3 separate regions of the Mus musculus genome follow, and all the other regions are linked to region 2. The links are chromatin contacts, called in public HiChIP or PLAC-seq and promoter capture Hi-C maps. All regions are on one chromosome and are shown on one strand. The core of a region is the stretch at or near the end of the contact, and the rest is flanking DNA. Distances in the headings are between cores, read along the strand shown.

Region 1 (3,115 bases), core at 410-2,909, 520 kb before region 2:
CTATAGTCTCTTAATTATCCCACAGTACTTCCTGCACTGCCTGGCAAGGTGGTAAATACCAATAATCCCATCATTTGGGAGGTGTCGGCAGGAGGATCAGTAGCTCACCGTCACTCTTGGCTATGAGTTCCAGGTTAGCTTGAATGGCATAAGACCTGTTTCTAAAGACAAAACAAACAAAATCCCCAAGCCAAGCCAAGCCAACCCTTTCTACAATGATGAAAATGTCTTATCACAGCCAATAATGCAGCCAGCACTTGAAGTTTGGCTAAGACACAAGAGGAAACTGAACTACTAAAATTTAATTTACAATGCCACATATGGTTACTTATTGGCCATTGTAGTAACTATGAAGACTGGTTGGCCTATAAATTGTACGTTTCCTTGGATTTAAGTTTCAATATTTCATTATCATTGCTAAAATAAAAAAAAAAAGCAAAGTACTTTTTGCCTGGCCAAGTCCTGTCCTCAGTGAGAAAGAGGCTTCTAATTAAGGAGCAATAATGACCAATTTTTAACCTAAAAATAAGCCAGATTGTGAAACTTGACTATGGGATTGCAAGTCCCCATCACTGCAAAAATAAAACAAAATAAAAAACATATGAGGAGGGGATGAGGAAAATGGCTCAGTGAAACACAAGCATGGGGTTCTGTTTGAGTCCCTGCATTCAAATAGAACCTGGGTACAACCTCAGCGTTTGTAACTTCAGTGCTATGGGGGAAAGGGGACAGGCAGAGGGACAGGTGAGAGAATTTGCTGGCCTTCCAGTCTAGCAGGCATGTCAGCTTCAAGTTTAATGGGACCCTGTCTATTAAATTTAAGGTAGGAGCACTAGAGGATGGCCTCGACCTCTGGCCTCCATATGTGCTCGTATGGGCCAGCTCACCAGCACACACAAATACAAACACTTCATGCATGCACACACACCTACTCCACACCACACATACATGACACGCGCACACACACTCACACACGGTAGGGAGGCAGGTGCGGTGTCACTGTGTGTCACTATTCCACAGTGGAATAGATGCGTCCAAGTAGGCAGGTGACAATATAAGGGGAAATCGGTTAGAAGTCAATTCCCTTTCTCAAGGAAGCCTGGGCTAGCGTCCCAGAAGACAGTGAGTGACTGCTGTCTCATGTATATAGAAAGGGAGACACCGCTTCTCAGAAACGGGGTTCTCCCAGGAGCTGAACTGGAGTAGGATGGCCACGGAGGTACTTAGGCTGCTAGATACAAGCTGTATGCAACAAACATGAAGTTGACAGGGGTTTCAAAGTTTGGGGGTTGGTGAATGGGAGAGGGTAACCTGAGAAACAGGGTAGAATGGTTAATTTCTTATGGAGACAAAGTGGGTGGAGGACCCCAGTGATAACGGAGAGAGCGTTCATGAGATAGGGGCTCTCTCTGATGAGAGGGACACAGACTCAGTGGCAGCCACCAAGAATCAGGACACCTGCCTGGTCCCAAGGTCGCAGCTGCTTCCGAGGTCCCAGCGGCTGGTTTGAGAAGCTACAGGTCAGGGTTGGGCGTCCAGAGCATCTGCCCCACGCGAGGCGGACGGCGGTCAGCAGTGAATCCGGAGCTGAGACCCGAGATCCGCGCGTGCGCAGAGCGCGGCTGCGGCCCTCGAGGCCGCCGGGAAGTTGTGAGCGCGGAGGCGCGCACGCGGGGCCCCAGCCGCGCGCAGCCGCGGTCTCCCTAGTTGTGTCCCTCAGCCGCGGTCGCCGTAGCTCTCGACGCGGTCGTCCCCGCCGAGCCGCGGGCGCCGCCGCAGGGAGGGAGCGGCGCTGCGGCCGCCGCCGTCCGAGGACGCCCCGTATTCCGGGGCCCGGCACGGTGGCTGCCCGCTCGCCGAGCGCAGCCCGCCTAGGAGGAAGGCGGCGGCTTGCGTCCAGCGGGCCGCCGGAGCCGGGAGGAGACCATGTCCGTGAGGCGCCCTCAGTTCTCCACGACCGAGCGCGTCATCAAAGGTGCCGAGCGCGCCGCGGGGAACGGCCCTCGCCGGGCGACGGCTCGGGGACTCGAGGAGCGGGGATGGAGGCAGCGGCGGGAGGCGCTGCAGGGCGCGGGGAGGACCGGGCTGCTGTCCGCCGGCGTCCCCGGTGACTGCTGGACGGGTACCTAGCGGGAGGTGGATAGAGCGACCGCGCCCGCCATCCACTCCCGAAGCATCCAGGCGGTTTCTCCTGATTCCCCACTTTTTGGTCTTTCATCTGGGGACACCGTCTGGGTTGTGTGAGCAGGGAGTTCTCTTGACTCACCCAAGTCATGCCTTTCCTTAGGCTCAGCTCTTTTTTGACAGCTCCTTACCAAACCCTTTAAAAAATTATTTTTGAGGGGTGTGGTGGGTATACTGTGCACGTTTGGCTCACTTTCTCTACATATCCCAAGTCATTGCTTTTATTAAAAGAAACAAGATGATAGTGACACAGTCTTCTTAAAAGGGCTTACAAGTTTTGGCTATAAGGACTTGGTGAATAATAATCTCCCAGATGTCTCTCATTATATCTGATATTCAGTTATTCTAAGGAAACACGAAAGTGTTTCTAAATCTTCTGAGTTTATGATATAGTTTCTGCCCTTTACCCAAAAGGACCTGTCTAACATAACCACTGATTCACATGCTTCTATTGTCCGACTTCTAAGACCCCTCCATAATAATAGTTGGTTTGAAAGCACTGTTTTCTAAGAAGGTGCTATGCTTAGACCAGTTATTTCTGAGTGAGGTGGTTTTCACCATAGTGGGAAAAAACTAAAAATTATTTCCCCGTTTCATTTTGATATTAGGAGACAGGAAACTAAGATTAGTAATGATAATTTTTTTTTTAAATAAGGGGGAGCCTATTGAGTGCTCAGAGAGAGAAGGATAGTATTGGTGTCATAAATGTTAGTTATCTGCCTTGGCAGACAGTACTTTTGAGACTTATTTCCTCAGAATTTGGAATCATTAGGGATTGAAGTCAATTGTTCATAGAATGGACTTAGTCCTTTAACAGCTAGAGTGCCATGACGGTCTTCGTGGAAGGCTTTATAGCATTTAAGCCATGAGGAAGATCTGAGCCTCTTAATACACAGGAATCACTTCTACAACCTTCCCTGGTGAAGCAAGG
Region 2 (2,885 bases), core at 83-2,582:
CCGCTGAGCCATCTCTCCAGCCCAACAGTGAAGTATTAAAACAGAAGGTGGAGAACTGTGTCCAGCCTGGTGGAAATGAGTCTAGAATATAATATAAGAATATATACAATAAGTGTCTCTAAAAAGACACTTGTGTGCCTTTCTATTTGAAGTTAGAAACAATGGACTCCAAGACACTGGAATTCCCCTCAACAATCTCATCTGGCAGAAGGGGAAAGGCCCGATTCTAGGCTCTTCAGGGCCCCTTTACTCTTTTTAAGCCCAGTAAGTTGCAGAGTCCAAGAAACTGGAAAAAGTACAGTCAGTGATGTGACGCGGAAATTGAACAGAACTTTCTGGCAGCTAAAGCTAACACCAGGCAAGGCTTCCTTTCCTGCCTGGAAAGGGATGTCCAGCAGCTAGGGAGGGTCTCCACCCCCTCCCCCCAACAGCCCCCTCCACCTGGCTCCCCCACCATGGCCTTCTCTGTCCTTAGGATCCTACAGGGTAACTGGATCCTTCCTCCGCCCACTGTCCCCTCTCCCTTTCCCTGCTCCACCTTGGGTGCCCTGGTGCGTTTTTGCTGGGTCAGCTGCTCGCCACGCCCCTCGCGTGCCATCTCCACAAGCCCCAACCCAACGCCAGAACTTTCTTCCCACCATCTTTGAGGACCTCTCATCTACCGTCAGGACCTTTTTCTACCAGAGCGGCGCCTCACATCCTCCCAGTCTAGAGTGTTCCGCCCACCTCCCCATCCAGTCCTGACCCACCTCACCTTCGGGTCCCCCACCCCCCCTCACTCCACCCCCCCTCTCACTCCACCCCCCCAACCCTCTCACCCCACCATCGAACCTTCTAGGCTTCCCTGTTGAGGCCTACCTGGACCCCCGCGGAGTCGTGTCCCCCCCACCCCCCGCAGTGTCAGACCTCTCCCACCACACGCACGTGCGCGCCCGGCTCTCAGGACATTTCCTTGCCATTTCCTTTCCTGGCCGGCTTCCCACTTCGGGCACCGCAGTCGCGCCACACTCACCTGTAGCACAGCAAGCAGCAACGCAAAGCTATATAGAAGTCTGCGCTTCGGGAGTGGCCGGAGGCCTGGGGTGTAGTGATCTGCCCGGGCAGCGGCAGAGGCTGTGGGCGTGCTGGGTCCTGGAGGCTCCATGGTGTCAGCTCATCCGAAACCCTGCGGCTTCAGCTCCCAAAAGCCACGAAGGATGGCTGTCCCCTCACTCCTAAAAAAGTTCTCTGGATTTCCTCACTCCCAGAAAAGTTCTGGATTCTTGTCGCGGCGACTTGACGCTTAGTGGTACCTCCAACCTCCGCGGGCTTGCGCGCGCACCGGGCAGGGGTGGGGAAATCCACCTTGGGAGGAGCTTGATTACGCGTCCAACCCCGATCCTACCTAATATGAAAACTTGGGAGCAGTCGCCGGACAGAATCTGAACAACTTTTATTTTTTTAAAGAATCACACCACTTTTATTATATTTGTCAGGTCGTGGTTGGAGACGCCCATGCTTATTAAAAAAAAAAAAACCAACTCGTAATACTCAAAGGTCTGCCTGTCCCTTCATATTTTGACTAATATGATATTCACCTTTGAGTTTCAGCTTGTGTCCCTGGAGGAGCCGACTTGAAGATGTCTGTAGTAGTGAGTACTCCTCCTTCCTCATCTTCTGTCTCCTTCATCTCTCCTTCTCTTCTTCTCTTCCTCTTCTTGAATTTGTTTTTGTTACAGTTGTATGCTACCAGGCAGTATCTGAGAACACAGAAAAGGAAATGATAGAATGGATGGTCTCACCCCAGTAACAGAAGCGAAATCAATCCGTGTCTCTGTAACGTTTGGAACACTGAACACACTTAGCCGTGGTGGTAAAGCACTTCAATCCTAGCACGAGCAGAGGCAGGCTGGTCTCTGAGTTAGAGTCCAGCCTGGTCTACAGAGTGAATTTCAGGACAGCCAGGGCTACACAGAGAAACCATGTCTTTAAACACACACACACACACACACACACACACACACACACACACACCTAAACCAACAAAACACAAACAAACAAAAAGAATAGATGACCTCATCTACCCACATCAGTGCATTTTGGTAATTTCACAATCTCAATCAATCAATCTCTCTCTCCACATTTATACACACACATATATATATGTATATACATATATATCTCACATATACACATTATATAATATATACACACATATATACACGTACATATACATGCAGGTGTACTGGTGCCTCTAATCTCTGCACTCAGGAGGTAGAGGCAAGTGGATCTCTGTGAGTTCAAGGCCATCCTGGTCTACATACTGAGTTCCAGGACAGCCAGAACTATGTTGTGAAACCCTGTCTTGAAAAAGCAAACCAATTATAACAAGAGTTTGAATTTCCATATGCTTCAGGCCTCCAGATTTCCAGTATAGAATATCATTGAACAAACATCATCACATTTGCCTCAGTTTACTTCTTAATCCACAACCCCAAACAAAATTTTGTAGGGGGGAAATGCATATTTTCAAAGAAGTAAGTTGCTTAAAACCTGACATAATTCTGTAAGCTTTCTAGTACCAAAATAAAGTATTCGGTTTGTTAAGAACCTGTATCTTCTGATTGGTGGACCTCTGTGAGTTCAAGGCCTGCCTGGTCTGCATAGAGAGTTCCAAGACAGCTACAGCTACATAATAGAGACCCTGTCTCAAAAGAAAGAAAAATCTAACTTCTGTCTAATCACCCGAGTTCTCCCCAATTGGCTCAGATGACGCCAGCATTACAAGAAGCAGCTCGAAGCTGCTTGGAGACACTGTGGCCAGCTGGCCTTCTAGGTTCTCAGCACAGATCCCACGAGGCCACAGAGGAGGGAGAGTCCATGAGCAAAAGCTGATGTATCATGGG
Region 3 (3,034 bases), core at 405-2,904, 580 kb before region 2:
GAAAAACACTGTAACTTTAACCAAGGCAAATATTCAGCATTATTATAGAGTTGCAGGGGCCCGGGAGGCAATTCTGCAAGAGCTATCATTACCTCAAAATTACTCAGAAAGTAAATGAGAGGACCATCACAGGGTCTCCCTCTTACTCATTGGAGTACTGTAATTACAGAGTAAAGATAATTGAATTTCAGAAAAACAGAGTGGCCAGAAGAGTCTGAGTGGCCTCAGTAGTTTTATATCTTTTAAACTTAAGACCTTGCATACACTAGGCAAAGCATTCACTATTAATTTACAGAAAGGGTCTCAGGTAGTTCAGGCATGGTCTCAAATTCATTAAGGGGCCCAAGGCTGACTTTGAACTTGTGATACTTGTCCCCACTTCTCCAGTGCTGAATTACAGGTGAGCATTACCAGAACCGGTTGCTGGCCTCGAACTCATGGCTTTGGTGCGGTCTAAGCATACACTGAACCAAAAATCCCCCTTTTACCTTTTGAGAAAGGAGCTCACTAAATTGCCCCAGCTGGCCTTGAACTTGAGATCCTTCTGGCTCTAGAGTAGCTGAGATTATAGGTGTGCACCACCAGGATTGGCTATTACCTCACCAACCCCCAGCCCCACACTCTGGTGCTCTAGCCAGCCCGCAAGAGCAAGCTGCCATTGAGCTGAGTTCTTCCTGCCACCTGTTCTAGGGACATGGAGTTCTACTCCTATCACTTCCTTTTTGAGGGAACTTTCCCCAGCACTTAGATGCCATCTCTCTATTGAACAAATCTAGAGATACCACAGCCAGCTGGACACACTCCCTGTGCTAGAACAGAAACCCCCGCCATTCACTGGTTCCAGTGCCACTTGAGGTTCTTCCATGGGGCCCTCCCTGCCCCAGGTGACAGTTGGTTAAGCGATAGAGGAAATAATCCTAATATCCAGCTGAATAGAACAATAAGAGTTTAGTGGGTGGTTTATTTTTCTCAAGAAATTTGCATATACAAGGCTCAGTATCCAACACAATAGGCCCTTCCTACAGCGGAAGAGACTCCCTCCCAGGACAAACAAAACCTAAGGCTTGACCTCGCTCCTTAGGAATCTGATTAACTGTGAGAAAGAGGTGCGAAACTCTGAAAAAAAATGAATATGATCTTTTATTTGGATCGTTACAAGTTATTTTAATTCTTTTGGTTGGCTGGGGTAGGCAAAAAAAAAAAAAAAAAAAGCAGTTTATGAAGCGCTCCATCCTGCTTACAGAATATTTTAGAATTGGAGAAAACAGAAAAGTCTCTTAGATTCATCAACAGTGTTAAAACCACAAATGTCTACCAAGAGAGGGGCACTCTCCCTCAGGAGCGACAGGATGGAAGGTCACGCTGTGAGTTTCCCACAAAAGGGGCTAGGAAGGACAGATGGGAGGTTTCCAGAGAATAGCGGAGCCTGCAGGGCCTCCGTGAGTCAAGGATGGAATTCATCAAGGAAGGGTGGATGAAGCTAGAGAGAGCTAGGATGCGAGCCGGGGATGCACAACGCTGGAGGACCAGGTTGGCCAGGGTAACGACGCTGTTAGCTGGCGGTCCCACGTGGCAGGCCCGGGGGAGCGGGGCGGGGCAGCAGGCGGGGGCGGGCCCAGCGGTGACGCGCAGGGTATATGGCCGGGCATGCGCATGCGGCGGGGGCCGGACGTAGAGAGGGGGCGCGTGGCTGTTGGCGGGGACGCACCCACTCAGTAGCTGTGTCGCCCGCTGCCTTGGGGGGGGGGCCCTGGATAGTGAGGCTGCGTGGGCCCGACTGCCGGCTGGAGGACTTCAGGTGAGGACGGACCGGGCGCAGGCAGGATGGGAAGTCGGGCGCCTCCGGGTTAGGGGGGACACCGGGTGGGGGTTGGAGACACCGGCACGCCGAGGACCCAGAGTCTTTTCGGGAGGCCGCGCACTCCCTGAGCCCAGTCCTGGTAGCACCTGATTGCCGTGCCACGGTGGCGAGGAGAAGGAGGTCACTGCGCTGTCCCTTCAGCTGCAGGGCCCGGGATGTGTGAACCAGAGAAGGACGCCGGGGAGGTCGATAGCTGCTCAGAAAGGCTGAGATGAGCTTTCTAGAGCCCCAGGACACAGAGCGCAGAGGAAGCGGAGTAGATGGGTAGATCAGATGCTCTGCGGTGGCGGCTGCTCGGGGGCTCTGGTGTCTGGATCTTGCATCCCAGGAACCTATGTGTCCTTCTCCCTGCCCCACGCCAGACCACCCTCCGGCTGGAGAGTGATGCCCGATTCTTCTGGTTGGCTTGGGCAGGAGTGGATAACCGCAAGGGTGGCACCGCGCTGAATTCTCCCCTGACTAACGGCAGCGATGCCTCTTGGGCTCACTTAGGTTGGGACTGACCAAATTAGGTGGTCTGGTTACCGGCTGCTCCCTCTTAGAGTTTTAAAGCTATAGCTAAAGTAGCCATCAGACTCACCTTGTGATCCTGAGGTAGATTCTAAGCCGGAAAATTGCCTCTCTGGGTTGTGGGTTCAGCTTTAAGAATCTTCTGTCACCCCGGGGCCTAGATTCTAAGCTGATCTGTAGTCTAAATAGTTACATGGCTTGTGCGTTCAAGAGAACTCTCAGTTTGGTTTGGTGAGGGGTGGAGTGCTTTCCTGTGGCCTAAATGGAAGGATAGAGGCAGGAGCACTTTGGCAGGCCCCTCTTCGTGAAGTAACCTGGCTTTGGAATTGTAGCATTAGCTCTTTTTAGCCCCTGGTCATTGGGATAGATATATTTGCTGGAGGTGCTGATTTTAGGGGACGATAGAAACTGGCTCCGGAGTGACTATCTGGTCACTATTCTGGTTCAGGTTAGTACTGAGACCAGCCTGAATTGTCTATCCAAAAGATGTACAATTCCGTACTCCTTACCTATTAAAACAAATCTTCAACACTGAGGGGTTCCAACGTGCCTCCTTGGCCAAACAGCCAGAAACATGTCCAGAATCACAACTTCTGACAACTAGAATTAAAAGCCATCTAGTCCCCTTTCTATTGGTGACTTAGTTGAGCTCTTTGCTAGTGG

The links. Promoter capture Hi-C pulls out the DNA fragments that hold promoters and counts their contacts. HiChIP or PLAC-seq counts read pairs in DNA pulled down with a chosen protein or histone mark.
Region 1: a contact with region 2 is called in an H3K4me3 HiChIP or PLAC-seq map of bone marrow-derived macrophages, with 5 times the contacts expected there. The contact joins the promoter of Ppp3cc here to the promoter of Tnfrsf10b in region 2. A contact is called at or near these places in 3 of 39 promoter capture datasets (the HPC-7 cell line, cranial neural crest and frontonasal cranial neural crest), 2 of 484 Hi-C or Micro-C datasets (CD4 T cells and CD8 T cells) and 1 of 115 datasets of contacts at active chromatin or transcription factors (bone marrow-derived macrophages).
Region 3: a contact with region 2 is called in a promoter capture Hi-C map of frontonasal cranial neural crest. The contact joins the promoter of Slc39a14 here to the promoter of Tnfrsf10b in region 2. A contact is called at or near these places in 3 of 39 promoter capture datasets (cranial neural crest, frontonasal cranial neural crest and pre-B cells), 1 of 484 Hi-C or Micro-C datasets (CD8 T cells), 1 of 115 datasets of contacts at active chromatin or transcription factors (pancreatic cancer cells) and 1 of 9 other capture datasets (liver).

The regions. Positions count from the first base shown.
Region 1 is chr14:70,288,041-70,291,155 of GRCm38.p6, reverse strand. It overlaps Ppp3cc (protein phosphatase 3, catalytic subunit, gamma isoform), which reads left to right and starts at 1,659. Exons shown (of 14, transcript NM_008915.3): 1 at 1,659-1,975. The coding sequence starts at 1,927.
Region 2 is chr14:69,765,919-69,768,803 of GRCm38.p6, reverse strand. Tnfrsf10b (tumor necrosis factor receptor superfamily, member 10b) reads right to left here and starts at 1,332. Exons shown (of 8, transcript NM_020275.4): 1 at 1,013-1,332. The coding sequence starts at 1,144. 4930480K23Rik (RIKEN cDNA 4930480K23 gene) reads right to left here. Exons shown (of 3, transcript NR_130157.1): 3 at 1,691-1,739.
Region 3 is chr14:70,350,044-70,353,077 of GRCm38.p6, reverse strand. It overlaps Slc39a14 (solute carrier family 39 (zinc transporter), member 14), which reads left to right and starts at 1,654. Exons shown (of 10, transcript NM_144808.4): 1 at 1,654-1,798.